Linked DNA regions of Mus musculus: regions 2 and 3 are each linked to region 1. A link is a contact called in public promoter capture Hi-C data. All regions are on one chromosome and are shown on one strand. Each heading gives the region's core, a stretch centred on a gene start, on an enhancer-like site or on the middle of the called end of the contact. The rest is flanking DNA. Distances are from core to core; before and after follow the strand shown. Region 1 holds the start of Lcmt1 (leucine carboxyl methyltransferase 1). Region 2 has its middle 11 kb from the start of Ern2. Region 3 holds the start of Prkcb (protein kinase C, beta).

The links. Promoter capture Hi-C pulls out the DNA fragments that hold promoters and counts their contacts. Capture Hi-C pulls out chosen DNA fragments and counts their contacts.
Region 2: a contact with region 1 is called in a promoter capture Hi-C map of liver, with 2.7 times the contacts expected there. The contact joins the enhancer-like site here to the promoter of Lcmt1 in region 1. A contact is called at or near these places in 6 of 39 promoter capture datasets (3T3-L1-derived adipocytes, the C10 cell line, cranial neural crest and 3 more), 1 of 115 datasets of contacts at active chromatin or transcription factors (astrocytes) and 2 of 9 other capture datasets (adipose tissue and liver).
Region 3: a promoter capture Hi-C map of liver shows a contact between it and region 1, with 2.5 times the contacts expected there. The contact joins the promoter of Prkcb here to the promoter of Lcmt1 in region 1. A contact is called at or near these places in 1 of 39 promoter capture datasets (pre-B cells), 1 of 115 datasets of contacts at active chromatin or transcription factors (embryonic forebrain) and 1 of 9 other capture datasets (liver).

Annotation. Positions count from the first base shown.
Region 1 is chr7:123,375,438-123,380,263 of GRCm38.p6, forward strand. Lcmt1 (leucine carboxyl methyltransferase 1) reads left to right here and starts at 2,545. Exons shown (of 11, transcript NM_025304.3): 1 at 2,545-2,818. The coding sequence starts at 2,712.
Region 2 is chr7:122,194,993-122,199,818 of GRCm38.p6, forward strand. No RefSeq gene overlaps it. Among named protein-coding and RNA genes, the nearest start is that of Ern2, 11 kb to the left of the region's middle. Within about 2 kb of position 2,494, at least 11 of the 459 cell types and tissues checked have an H3K27ac peak or open chromatin away from gene starts, as enhancers often do. A contact at or near this core is called in liver, where this site is marked.
Region 3 is chr7:122,286,497-122,291,322 of GRCm38.p6, forward strand. Prkcb (protein kinase C, beta) reads left to right here and starts at 2,629. Exons shown (of 17, transcript NM_008855.2): 1 at 2,629-3,021; 2 at 4,017-4,048. The coding sequence starts at 2,849. It overlaps Gm51497 (a long non-coding RNA gene), which reads right to left. Exons shown (of 3, transcript XR_003946872.1): 3 at 4,140-4,826.

The sequences.
Region 1 (4,826 bases), core at 1,295-3,794:
TGGAGGGTCTTATTCAAGGCAGTCCGAGTTGTTCAGGTACCCTGAGTAGCCTGACCCTTCCAAGATAAAGCTAATTGTGACTGAAGGGTCATTCAGAGAGGCAGATCATTATGGGATGACATCCCATACAACCTGTTGTTGACATATTTGTTACCTATGGACACCCGCAGGGGGTGTAGAATGAGTGCCACATGAAGATGCTAAGCCTGTGAGTTGCTTTGCAGAGGACTACTTCAGGGAAAGATGTGTTATTTCCCTGTGATGGTTAGCGTTAAATGCCAGCTTGGCAGAATCTAGAGTTTCTTGGGAGATGGGCTCCTGAGGATGCCTATAGATCATTCTCCTGATAATATTATTTGAAGGAGGAATACCCATGCACTATGGGTGGCACTATTCTCTGGCTAGGATCCTGGGGTGTATAAGTGGAAAAAAGGAGCTGAGGCACTGCATGCACCCACTGCTCCCTGCTTACTAATCATGGATTCAGTGTGACCAGTAAGTCTCCTGGTCCTACCAACATGTCTTCCTTACCTACTTTCATGTCTTCCCTGACATTTATCCCCCTGGAACTATGTGGTGGTTTTAACAAAAGAAACCCCATAGGCTCATGTATTTGAATGCTCGGCCTATAATTGATAGAACAGTTCTGGGAAGGATTAAGAGGTGTGGCCTTGTTGAAGACACTGTGTCACTGGGGGTGGGCTTTGGGTTTTAAACCCCCCCCCCTCTCTCTATCACTTCCTCTCCCTCCTCTTCCTCTTCCTCTTCCCTCCCTCTCTCCCTCCCCCTTCTCTGTCATTCACTCTCTTTCCCTCCATCCCTTCTCCTCCATCCACCCCCAACTCTCAGGCTATATTATCCAAGCCTGCTTACATGCTGCCCTGTTCACCATTATGATAGTCATGAAGTGGCCCTCTGAAAATGTAAGCAAGCCCCTGATTAAATGATTTCTTATATAAGCTGCCTTGGTTATGGTATCTTTTCACAACAATAGAAAAATAACTAAAATAAACTGCAAGCCAAAATAAAGTATATTGCCCTTTAAGTTGCTTTTGTCAGGGTAATTTATCATAACCCCTCAAGATTAGCTTCAACGACACTTCAGAACTCCAGTTATTCCTTTCGCCATCTCTCCCTGAAGTATCAGTGGTTACTTGTGTCTCCAGTGAATAATAAATAAAACAAAATATATGAACATATATAGGTTGATTTGCTGTTTTCTTTTTTAAGGAATTGAGTCAGTATGTAGCTCAGTTGGTAGAATATTTTCTAGATTGCACTAAACTCAGGGTTTGAGCCTCAATAGTGTACAAATTACATGTGGTTACACATACCTACAATCCCAGCACTGGAGACGTGTAGGCACCAGAAGTTCAAGGTCATTGAATTAGAAGTTCAAGGTCATTTTTGGCTACACAGTGAGTTAAAGGCCAGGCTTCATTATAGGAGAACTCATCTAGTTTTTCTTTTTTTAATTTGAAATATAGTCTTGCTATATTATCCAGGCTGACCTCCAACACTAGGCTCAAAGGATCCTATTGCTCTCGCTTCCCAAACATTCTCTCTCTCTCTTCCTCTCTCTCTCTCTCTCTCTCTCTCTCTCTCTCTCTCTCTGTGTGTGTGTGTGTGTGTGTGTGTGTGTGTTTCTGAGCTCAGATCCAAAAACCCTGGAAAGGGTGGGCAAGTGTTTATCACTGCCCTATCGCCACAGAATTTTTATGGGTATGATTTAGACTTCTTAAAGCTAGAGCTTATCCCTTCCTCTCTCCCAAACAACAAACAAAATAGAAAATAACCCTTCAATTTTATTTAGAGTTTTATAGTGATCCATTATGGAATACCTGTAAAGTACACTGCACACGCACAATTATGAAACATATTTACTCATTTGAGAAACTGTCCTCCCTCTGTCCTTTCACTGGTTTCTCTTCCCCCACCTTCCCCATTCATGTCACCTAAACCTTGATTTCTATTCACTTGTTCCTCAGTCCCGCAGACTATTTTGATTACATCTGTTGATTCTGAAACAGAGTTCAAGAAATTTTGTAGCCCCATCCCCAATTTACTCTCATGGTTACAAAGTTTTCCATTTTGTTCTTCACAACTCTCTCTTTCACAACTTTTTCCCCCTTTTCTTTCTGAGAACCCTACTCCCAGGCGAGCGCTCTGAGCTATGTTCCTAGTCACTTCCTAACATCTCAAAGGCATTGATTAGCACAGGACCTGACACAGTGTTGACTCCCCGACTAGAAGTTTGTTACAGTGTTGAATGATCTAAATGGAGACAGAAAGTTAATACATTAAACTTGCTTCTTTTGGGTGGACTCTCTGCCCTTCAGCCCTGAATTGACTGTGTTTGTAAGTTACTGAGCGACAAGAAGCCACTAAGACTACATTTCCCAAAAAGGATTGCGGCGCCACCAGCATGTCCGGGCTCTCTAGAAACTTCCGGGTTGTGCGGGCGGAGCCTAAAGAATCCTCCAATGGTCTGACTGGACGAGGAACTTGGTCCGACAAACGTCATGTCCCGGGAGCCAGTCAGCTGAAAGGTGGGTGGGCGGTGCGGGGGCGGCGTCACTGAGCAGCGCCCGCCTATCGCGCCTTATCTTTGCAGCTTTAGTCGGTGCCTGTTTCTTGCCTCTTTCCCCCACTGCTCGTTTCCCCGTTTCCATGTCCCTGGTGGGTGCCGCACCCCAGAACATCCCACGCACATGGCCTCCAGCTCGAGGGAGTCCTCGTTCTCTTCCTGCTCGTCGAGCTGTGACTTGGACGACGAGGGAGTGCGCGGCACCTGCGAAGATGCTTCTCTCTGCAAGAGGTGCCTGGGGGCGCTGGGTTTGGGATGGGAGCTGGTGTCCCGAGCCTAGGTGGCTAGAGGGCCACTGACCAAGGCATACGCTAGGACACTGGGAAGGGGCTGTCGCACTCATCTGGAGCGGCCCTGGCTTCACACCTGGGAAGTGCACGGAGCAGGGAGAGGTTCATTTAAGTCACAATTAACGAGTGTGTGTGAACCCGGGGTACCACGACTGGGAGTAAGGCTCTGAACAAAGCTTGCAAGATCTTAGCCTTCAGGAAAGACAGGGTGTGTTGCAAGTAATAACTACAGCTTTGCTGGGTTAGAAAAGGAACTTTGCTTGGTAGGTTACAATCCTGTTGAAATTGGTCATTATTCCCCATTGTGCAGCTGAAGCTCAAGTCTATGAGGGAGGGGTAGATTGCAGGTCCCAGCACCCGCAGTGTTTGTAGAATCAGCACTATACATAGGTCACAGTATTTATGGAGTTGTAGTAGGTGGTGGTGGTGGGTCTTGTCAGTGCACAAGAAAACATAAAGCTTGCATGTCCTTCATTCCTGCAACAAAGCTATTGAGACAGTACACTGTGCCTTACTTTGAGCTAATTGGTAGGGTTTGCTTTCAGTGATTGCAAATACTTAAAGGAGCAAAACAGACATGGTGTTGACATACTAGACTCACAGCCTCGTTGGGAGGAGCAGTAAACTCATACTTTAGTGTTGGGCTCTTGGAGATGTCTTTAGAGTTTGAAATTTATCCAGGGATGTTTAAACTGGCAAGAAAAAGCCTGAGACAGGGAAGTAGGACAATGTTCAGAACTAGGGACGAGTGTGGGCTTTGGAACAATTAGGACAATGCCCTGGAGAGAGGCGTGGGCTGGGGGCCAGAGAGGTGTTATAGTGTGGGGAATACAAGTTTTGGAATGAAGTGTTGCACTCTTTGTAGGGTCTTAGAAACTAAGCAATGGGATTTAAAGCATCAGTCCTGGAGCCAGACTGCCTAAGCTATATAAACTTGGGCAAGTTCCTAATGTGTATGTGTGTGTGTGTTGGGGGCATGCATGTGTGGGTGACTACCTGTGCATCCTAGAGGAGGATGTTGGGTATCCTGCTCTATCGTTCTGCCTTGTTCCCTTGAGATAAGATCTCTCACCTTTTCAGCCAGACTGGTTAGGTAAGGAGCAAACCTTAGAGACCTCAGCAGTCTTCCTGCCCCCAGCCCCCATCACGGGTTGCAGGTGCGTGAAAAGCCATGCCCTTCTTTTTTATTGTGCTGGGGATCCAACTCAGTCCTCAGGCTTGTACAAAAAGTGTTCTTACCCACTGAGCCATCTCCCCAGCCCCCTAACTTTTTTTTTTTTTTTTTTGCCTTAGATTTCTTGTCTCTGAAGTAGGGGCTGGGGAGAGAGCTTAGTTGGGAAAGTGCTTGCTGTGCAACCATTGTGACCTGAGCTCATATGCCTGTAACCCCCATCCTGGGGATTGGGAACAAGGGGTTCCCTGGAGCTCCCTGACCAACTTGGTCTAGCTAAATTGGCAAGTTCCAGGTTCAATGAGAAACCCTGTCTCAAAAAATAAGGTGGAAAGTGATAGAGGAAGACACCCGCTATCAATCTCAGGACCGAGCATGTGCATGCATAGCTGTATACATCTGCACATGCAGGTACGCCCGCGTACATCACACAGTAAAAGCGTGTGTGTGTGAGAAAGAGACAGAGACAGACAGAAGCAGATGTGGCGTGGCGGGTGGCAGCGATCTGGTCTCTTAAGTGGCTTTGAAGATTCAGTGATACTCTCTGCTATCCACTATCAGTAGATCCTTTCGAGTAGTGGAGGCTGTGGTTTGCATTCAGAGCTTTTTGCACTGGATCCTTGTCTCTGAGAATCTGGTTTGGATTTTGTTGTTGTTGTTGTTTCTGTTTTTTGTTTTGTTGTTGTTGAGTTTTTTTTTTCCCTTGTTTTGTTTTTCTACACAGGGTTTCTCTGTGTAGCCCTGGCTGTCTTGGAACTTGCTCTGTAGACCAAGCTGG
Region 2 (4,826 bases), core at 1,244-3,743, 1.2 Mb before region 1:
CATAGGAGGGAAAGAGGGAGGAGAGACAAAGGAAGGGGGAGGAGGAGAAAGAGAAGGAGGAGGAGGAGGGGGAGGGGGAGGAGGAGGACAGAGAGGGTACGAGGAAAGAGAGAGGAATATGGAATGGAGTGTGTTGGCTTGCCATTGAGTGCTTGCAATAGGCTACGGGGAGTCTGCTACAGGAATGAAGAGAAGAAGGTCACAGTGATACACATATAGAAAATAAAACTGGGTGTAGTAGGACATGCATGTCATCACAGCACTTGAGAGGCTGAGGCAGGAGGATTGTTAAGTTAAAGAAAGCCCTGCTTGGAGACATAGTGAGACCTGTTTTGTAAAAGTAACTTTTATTTACCTGAAGCAATTGTTGTCTTGGAAGCTTACTGCCTCCGTCTGTTAACCTAGGCCCAGTCCTGGAAGCTTCTAGCCTCCGTCTAATCTAATCTAGGCCTAGAATGTTTTCAGCTTCTAAGACTTGCTTCTTCTGAGCTCTGGCTGGCTGATTCAACTCAACTGTTTGGGCTCAGACTCCTTTCCAAGCTGACTGATTCAATCTGACTTCTCTAGGCTTTCCCTGAATTGCTCTGCTGGGCCTCAAACTAACTCTGACAATCTGTTCTAATCTTCTGGCTCCTTTTCATTCTCTAGCTCATTCTGTCTTTTTCTGTGTCTGGTTTGTTCTCTCTTAAACCTGTCTCTGTAAAACTCTCCTGGTAAAACTGTCTCCTTTTCTCTCATTTCTCTTTTCTCTGCCTGCACTGCTCTCTTAAGTAGCTTCCCTTTCACCTCCTCAAGAGAGTTGTGCATATCCTATTCTGTCAAATCTTTCTCTGACTCGACACTTTGTCTGTCACTCAATTAGATGTCATTTTCAAACATGGCTGCTTTCTTCTACAAACTAACTTTACCTTTATTGTTTGGGATTAACAGTGTGTACTAAGGGCATGTCTGTATTCCAGCCAGAGGAATTAAAGGTGTGTGATAAGGGATGAGCCACACCAGAATACCATCCTGGGGTTTACGGTATGATCAAATGTCTTGCAACACTGTCTCAAAAAACAACCCAACCAATCAAGTTAGCAATCAACAATAGAAGATCCTTTCCTTATGCATCTTTCCAATCTACATAAAAGTAAGCATTTACGTGGCATTGATGTGCGTCTTGCTCCTGACAAATGAAGGAGCTGTTTGCTGACACTGTTAATGTCCAGTATTATGGTCTGGAGGTCTGTTAACCCAGAGTTCATGTTTTAAAGACTTAGTGGCCAGGATGATGATGTTAGGAGTAATGGACCTTTAAGAGGTGGGGCCAAGTGGAAAGTCTTTAGGTCATTAGGAAGAGAGGACCAGGAAGGGGTTGTGGGACTCCAGCATCTGGCTTTGTGTTTTGAGATGTGATCTTTTCTCTTGGCTACACCCTACCATTTATTGTAGATTCCTGATAGAGCCTCATATTGTGTGGCCTCCAATACTGTGAGTTAAATAAACACCCCCTTTAAAAAAAGTTTATAATCACATTTACTTGTTTACTTGTATGTGTGTGGTCCTATGTGCCATGGCACACCTATGTGCACACGTGTGGAGGTCAGAGGACAATTTGTAAGAGTCGCTTTTCTCGTTTCACCAGGTAGGTCCTGAATATTGAACTTAGGTCATCAGGTCTTCTGCTGTGTTACTGGTCCTATACCTGTTTTTCTTTTTTGTTTTTGTTTTGTCCAGCCAGCCTTAGGTGTTTTAGTAACAACAGCAACAAAATAGAGAAATATAGTGTCCTAGTTTGGTTTCTGTTGCTGTGGTAAGCGGCAAGGCCAAAAGCAACTTGGGGAAGAAAGGGCTTATTTGGCCTTACAGGCTATAGGTCATCAAGGGAGGCTTGGGCAGGAAGCTGGAGGCAGGACCGGAAGCAGAAGCCAGGACCGGAAGCAGAAGCCAGGACCGGAAGCAGAAGCCAGGAAGAGATGCTGCTCACCGATTTGCTTTCTTACACAATCCAGAACCATCAACCCAGAGGTGGTGCCACCCACAGTGTACTGGGCCCTCTCATATTAATCATTAATCAAGAAAAACAGCACCCACAGGCTTGCCTCCAGGCCAACCGGATGGAGGCAATTCCTCAGGTGAAGCTCCTGCTTCCCAGGCCGTTCTAGTTTGTGTCACGTTAATAAACGAACCAGCACATTCTCTTAGGCTTCAACACCCGCCAGTCCTGCACTAACACCCTCCAGAGCGCCATTGGTCACAGACTATGAGTCTTTTTTTTTTTTTAACCTTCTGCATATAAAAACAGTCATTGTTGAAAAAGTATTCTGCATCTTCTTCACAGACTTATGTTCTTAATAAGTTAACTAACTTACAGGAGAAGTTCTATCGTCCTCAATCTACAGACGAACAAACCATGTTTCAGAGACATTAAGTAATTTACTCACCTAATCAAAGCTAGTCGTTTGTTGGGTGGGTGACTAGTACTCCAACCTAGCTTAGTGATCTTGCCTCAAGGGAGGCCTCTAGTGGTAACATGCCAAACTGCAGGCTTATCATTCCTTTTGAAGGAAAGACTTAAGGACTCTCTGCTGCTGATGATTAAGAAAGATTGGTTATCCTGGACATGGAGTGAGAAGGAAGGGAGGGACAGGACTTGGAGGTAGTGATCCCAAGGCACGTGGGAGGCTGTGGGATCATGTTGTATTTTTTTGTGGGGATGCCTGGGAACTTTTTCTGTTTATATTTCAGTGGTGCAGTAGATCCTGTGCCTAGAGCCAACTGCCACATTTTCATACATTTTTTATGAGTGACTGGTAATTGTGACTATCAGGGCATGGTGGCACTTTCCAACAGCCCCAGCCTTCTGGCTCAGGTTCAGGTATCAGAGTTGGAGACCAGGCTGGGTTCCTTAACAAGACCTTGCCTCAGAGGGGGAAAAAAAATAAAACAAACAGACAAAATAAAAAATATTGACAACTGGCAGAATGTAGTGGCACACGCCTTTAATCCCAGCACTTAGGAGGTCAGCTTGGTCTACAGAGCAAGTTCCAGGACAGCCAGGTCTACACAGAGAAACTCTGTCTAATAACACAACAATAACAATGCTGGTGACAATAAATAATAATAATAATTAATAATAATAATACCAAGTACCAGGCCTGTGCCAAAACTGAGTACTAGAGATAAGAGTCCACACATTAATTGGAAGCAAAACTATAGAGCCAAGACTGGAAACTTAGTGTACCCCATTCCCCCATACTTTTTTGAAACAAGGTCTCACTATGTAACTCAAGCTGCCTCATCCTCTTAAAGTACTGGGGTTAACTGTGAGCTATCACACTCTTAAGTTCTTCTCAACGAGAAGACCCCCGGATATGTCTTATTCCCCCCACCACCTCTTTTCAGTCTCTCTGTAGGACTAAGTAGCATGATGCTCTGGGGTTGTCCTGGGCTCGTTGTTGGATGGGTTCCTGTTTTTGACAGGCATCATCATAAGCAGTATTTGACACAGGTGAACTCTTAGCCATGTGTTACAGTGTATCCTAAACAGAACAAATGAGCTGACCCCTTAGTGTGTGGACACAGCAGGCAACAGTCAAGGTCTGAAAGGCCTGTAGGTGTCGTAGATCCGGTGATCCAGGACTCTTTGGAGTTGAGCAAGAACACTTCTTTTTTGTTTTGTTTTTCGAGACAGGGTTTCTCTGGGTAGCCCTGGCTGTCCTGGAACTCACTTTGTAAACCAGGCTGACCTCAGAAATCTGCCAGCCTCTGCCTCCCGAGTGCTGGGATTAAAGGCTCGCGCCACCACGCCCAGCTGCAAGAGCACTTCTGACAGCAAGCTTTCCTTGCTAAAATGCCTGACAAGAGGCTGCACTTCAAGTTCTGGGTTACTAGGAAGAAGGGTGGCGGCCTGTTGTGTTCCAGGAAACCACTTTCTCTCAGTACACTCCTGGGAGAGGCCTATGGCATGCCCAGGACTCAAGTTCACAGTTTGGCCTACAGGCTAACTATTTTTATGTGTATGAAAATTTTGCCTGTACGTACAGAGGGCACCAGATACCTTGGAAGTTATAGATGGTTGTGAGCCAACAAGTGACCTTAACAGCTGAGGCCCCTCTCATTTTTTTTTGTTTTTGTTTTTGTTTTGCTTTTGTTTTGTTTTGTGAGGCAGGGTTTCTTTGTGTAATAGCCCTGGGTGTCCTTGACTTGCTTTGTAGACCAGGCTGGCCTCGAGCTCACAGAGATCCACCTGCCTCTGCCTCCCAAGAGCTGGGATTAAAAGCACCTGCCACCACAGCACCTTACAGCTAGCTCTGAATGGTTCCTGTTTTGTTTTTGTTTTTCCTTGAATCTGATATGCTAGAAATATGTAGCGTTACCCTTGACTCATGTGTTCTCTCCTTTTTTTCTTTCACCCGCCAACCCCTCTGCAGAGAGGTTCTAAGTAGTTCCTTAGGAAAAAAACCCTTTGCCCTGGAATTTATCTTATCTGACCTTTACAACTGCGTGTGTGTACTCTGTAGGTCAAGGATGTAACATCATTTACTTACAGCAGGGGGCAGTAGAGTGTAGCAGATAAATGTCTGTGGCTGTAACTGGGTTTGAAATTTGATTTCAGTCGTGCCCTACGTGAACATAGAGCTTTTTCAGAGAGAAAATCTTAAACTATGTATCCTCCAATGGATATATAATTATTTTAAAATTTATACATGATTCCTGCCCTAATATTTTATGTGTATATAGTATAGAATGTAATGGAATGAAATTCAAGTGAAAAAAAAAAAGATGAAATTCTCCTTAACATATTTTATTGACAATCAATTGCACATGTCATAAATTCACAA
Region 3 (4,826 bases), core at 1,379-3,878, 1.1 Mb before region 1:
CTCACTCTGTAGACCAGGCTGGCCTCAAACTCAGTAATCTGCCTGCCTCTGCCTCCCAAGTTCTGGGATTAAAGGCGTGTGCCACCACCGCCCAGCACTGCTGCCTCTTTTCTATCTCAGACACAGAGACCACCTTGCTTTTGTCCAGCACGATGAGCTAAATCCTTTGTCATTATTCTTTTATCTATTTAGAAAATTCTAGCCTCAGACAGGGCCATGGTTGCTCACCATCACTTCATTCAAGCTTTCTCTTAGATAAGCCTAGTTATAAAGGGCTTCCTTGGATACTGTTATTTTTTTCACCATAATTTATAATTTATGATTATATGATTCATTTTTATTTACAGGACAGATTTCACACCACTTGGTAGAGATTTGTTAATTGATAGATTATCATTCCTCAGTCTCATTAATTGGTTCATACGTTCCATGAAGGCAGAACCTTTTATCTGGCTTATTTTAGTGTCTGGAATGGCACATGTAATTTTTGTTGAACGAGTGAACAAATGAATAGATGAACTCAGAGATGCAAGCTCCATTGTCTCCCACCACCAGAGAACTTATAATTTGGATATTTAGGTAAAATACTATAGTGTGAACAATAAAAAGAAAGGAAGATCACTGGGCTGGCAAAACAAAACAAAACAAAACAAAACAAAACAAAACAAAACAAAACAAAAACCAGTATTCAAAGGCCACAGTTTGAACTTTAACCTGTAGATATCTGGGTCCTCTGGGAACCTGAGTCTCCAGCCTCTCTTCACACAGCTCTTCCAGGAATGGAATGGCTTTTAGGACAGCAGCAATGCGGCTCCAGGCCTAGACACCATGAGGTAGTTTGTTGTTACAGACCAAAGTCACTCAGAGCACTTGGTTCAAAAGACAGGATGTGGGCTGTGAGCCTCCAGTTCATCTTTCAAAGGAAATCTCCTTCAGCAGCAATGTCTCCTGGGATGTTTTCCCAAGTCTCCCTGGGAGGTGCTGGAGCCTCTCAAAAGACTAAGAATAGCCAGGGACATCCAGTTTCCCAAACATGCCAACCTTAAAAGTGAATGCCTTTTTCCCCCTTGTTACCTTTGCATTACTATGTAGGGGAAGGACACTGTATTATTATAGGTATATAGCTCACCATGCAGTTGCTAGACACCTCACTGTGACTCTCTGCTCAGGAGCTCCCAGTAGGAATTGTCAGAGTGGTATCCAGGCTCTGCCACTACAGAGGCCCAACCCTTTGTCACCAGTGCACTTTGTAGTCTGGACAGCCTCCATTGTACAACCCCGAGACTGTGTACCCCTTACTCACTTCCATCTAATTTTGCTTATTCACAGAACTTACCTGGTCTATACAGGTTATGGTTGTGACCGAATGAGACAGTGCACAAGCCTCCCTGACACCCTGTATGTTTAGTTTTAATTTTTGCACATTTACAGGTCATGCATGGTACAGGTAACCTTCTTCCATTCTGTTACTTACTCAAGCAGTGCTCACTGGGCTTGTAGGAGCTGTCAGATGCTAAACTCAACACCAGGAGACATGAAGGTGTCATTAACAATGCCGGGGACGTGTGGAAGAGTTCGGTCAGATGCCATTTTTCATCCCCAGGCTGTAGAGCATCACACCAGAGGGAGATTTAGATGCAGTGCCTTATATAACATGCAATGTCGTATCATTGGTTATCTTCCCATCCTTCAAGTGGCATCAAGGGGAGTATGGCGTTGGATATTAATGTTCCCTGAACATTTGAAATCTCTCCTAACAAATACAAGAAGGCCCCAGGTGTGAGGACAGCACCTGGGGAGATCTTAACCCACACAAACCTAGGTATTTCCAATCACATAGACTTTTGTTTTAACAGACTGCACAAGTATGACCAGAAGGGACAAAAGTGAATGAAATGTAGGGAAACGCTCATTTATTAAATTTGTCTCCTGTCATCATTAGCCCAGCCATTTTGGGGTTGGGGAAACTGTCTTTTTGTGGAGAGAGTTCTAAGTGTTCGAGCAAGTGGAGACAAGTCTTTGTGGTGGATATATACATATATACATATGCATATATGTATAGTCCTCCCCTACCTCTGCAGACCTTGGTGTGTGTGTGTGTGTGTGTGTGTGGCCACAGGCCTTTCCGGATGAGTGACAATGAAAGCCCATCCCTCCAGGAGACGCATGCCGAATGACCAATGGGATGATGGATGGAGGGTGCTGGGTACCAGTCTCTGCAGAGGCCAAGGTGAAACTGGCTGCTTCCAGCCTGTTCAACCCTCATCTCCTTGAGCCCCTTGGGTCCTTAGGCGTTTGGTCATTGCTGGATCAACCGAGGTGCTCATCTTAACGCACCCCAGGGCCTAGGACAGGGTGCCAGGGGCGCGGCTCAGATCTGTCCAGCGCAGACTGCGGTCCTCGCGCCGCAGCGCTGCGGCTAAGAACACTTGGCTGGGAGGCCTGCGGGTTGCGGTGTACGTGTATGTGTGTGTGTGTGTCTGTGTGTGTCTCTGCTGGTGGTACTGGTGGTGCCGATATGTAAAGCAGCTGGCGGCTCTGGGCGGGGCCTGGGTTTCATGCAAATGAGGGAGGCGGGGTTACACTGGGGCTCCGCCTCCCTCCCCCGCAGCTGGGGCCAGCGGTGCCAAGCACAGCTGGACCAGCGGCAGCAGCTGGGCGAGTGACAGCCCAGCTACGCGCGCGCGGCCGCCGCCAGAGCCGGCGCGAAGGGGCAGCGCGGCCCTGCGGTCCCCGGGCGGCAGCAGCGGCCGCCTAGTCCCGCGCCTTTCCGGGCTTGCAGCCCCGCGGTCCCGCCGCCCCGGGGCCGCCACCTCTCGGGGCTCCCCCCAGTCCCCGCGCGCGCAAGATGGCTGACCCGGCTGCGGGGCCGCCGCCGAGCGAGGGCGAGGAGAGCACAGTGCGCTTCGCCCGCAAAGGCGCCCTCCGGCAGAAGAACGTGCACGAGGTGAAGAACCACAAATTCACCGCCCGCTTCTTCAAGCAGCCCACCTTCTGCAGCCACTGCACCGACTTCATCTGGTGAGAGTGCGCCGCGCGGGCCACCTGCCTGGGGCCCTAGAGGGCAGCGACACGCATGGGGACCCCTGTTGTTGCCCCCGGGGGGAGGAGCCGTGTGATCACCCCCATCCCGCTGGACCCTTATGCCCTGCGCTCCCGGATGGCCAGTCCCTCAGGTGCTGGGTTCTCTGCTCCCAGACGGCTGGCCGCCAGGCGCCTTCTGCCCTCTTGCACTCTGTCGCCCGAGCGCCTAGGGACAGCGCTGCAGGCGCCTTTTCGACACCTGGCTCAGGGCTCAGTGTGGCTGTCCCTCCTCGGCAGGGCAGCTCCGCGGGTGTCTTTCTCGCCTGAGGTTCCCGATCTTTCTGCCTCCTTCCGGGCTCGAGGAGCTCTCACCCTCACCCCTCCTTTCCGGGGCAGCTCTCTGGGGTGTCCTCTACTTCCCCGGGGCGTGGAGCATCCTTCCCTCTGCGTCCCTAGAGCAGTGCCCTGGGTTATCTCTTACTTCGCCTCCAGAGTCTTGAGCACCCCTTTCATTCCTTGGTTCTCACCCTCAAGTCGCTGCAGGGCCCCTTTCTTCCCTCTGCCCCTCCAAGCATGGGGGGACCTTCCCCCCGCCCCCTAGCCCCTCAGGTGTTACCACCGTGGTGAAGTCCCTATCATCCTCCCCCTAGACAGGTCCTTTTCTCTTTCCTTGAGGGTACTCCCGGCATCTCCTTGGGCAAATATCCAGCCCGCCTTCCGCCCCCACCCGGGCGGAAATGCACCCTCGCATCCTGCCACCTGGTGGTCGTGGTCGCCTCTGTACTGCAGGGGAGATGTGAGGTGGGGGTTACTGCCAAGCTCCGGTAGTGTACCTCCCAATCCCATCCAAGGTGGAAGACACCTTGGAGACCAGGCTGTAGCTAGGAGGTTGCCCCTGGGGTAGAGGGACAGTGGGAAGGGAGAGGGCGACTGTGTGAAACTAGCTGGTAACTGGACCCCTCAGACTGATACTCCCTCTTGTGCTTTTACAGGGGCTTCGGGAAGCAGGGATTCCAGTGTCAAGGTAGGCTTTGTGGCGCTGTGGATGCCGATGGTGGGAAGAGAGAGTAATACAGACTTCAAAGACGTGGCCGAGTTAGGCAGAGTGAAGTAATCCTGCCTGTCAGAGTGACCTCCCAGGCTAGGAATCCTTCACCACCAAAGGGTCCTTTTAAGGGGTGTGTATTTGGGCCAGAGATGCACCATCCAGGAAAGGCCAGTGGAGCTCCTGGAAGGCCCTAAAAGTCAAAAAGTGCATCCATCCCGCTGCTATCTGAGCATTCTCTCAGGACTGCCAGCCCTGCTTAAGAAATGAAATGTCTTCAAGGACTCTTGTGTGTGGAGGGAACCTCTTTCTTCCTAATTCCAGCCCTTTCTTGCTCATTGCTCTCCCTTACCTCCCAGTAGGAGGGTCTGCCTCTTTCCCCTGCTTTGCAGGTGGCTGCCATCTGCAGATGGCGCATCCCCCTAGAAAAGCAACTGTGGTTTCCCCTGGGCCTCCTCTCTCTTTGAAAGCGGTGGTTCCAGATGGGGTGCCTCTGGGATCCTGCCTGAGGTTGCCCTTTTTAACATCTGAGGAGGCACAAGAAGGACTCCAAGAGACTCCTTACCTGGGTTCTTGATTCTAGCTCAAGAGCCATGATTTTAACCAGGGGTACCTAATCAAATATCAGAGACTTGGTGGCCTCTCTTATCTCTAGGGTTTGTGCCTACAAGATGGACTGTGGACTGAGGAATGTAGCTCAGGAGAGTGCCTGCTTTGTTCCAGAGAGGCTCTGATGCAAAATGGGAGAGGGGGAAAG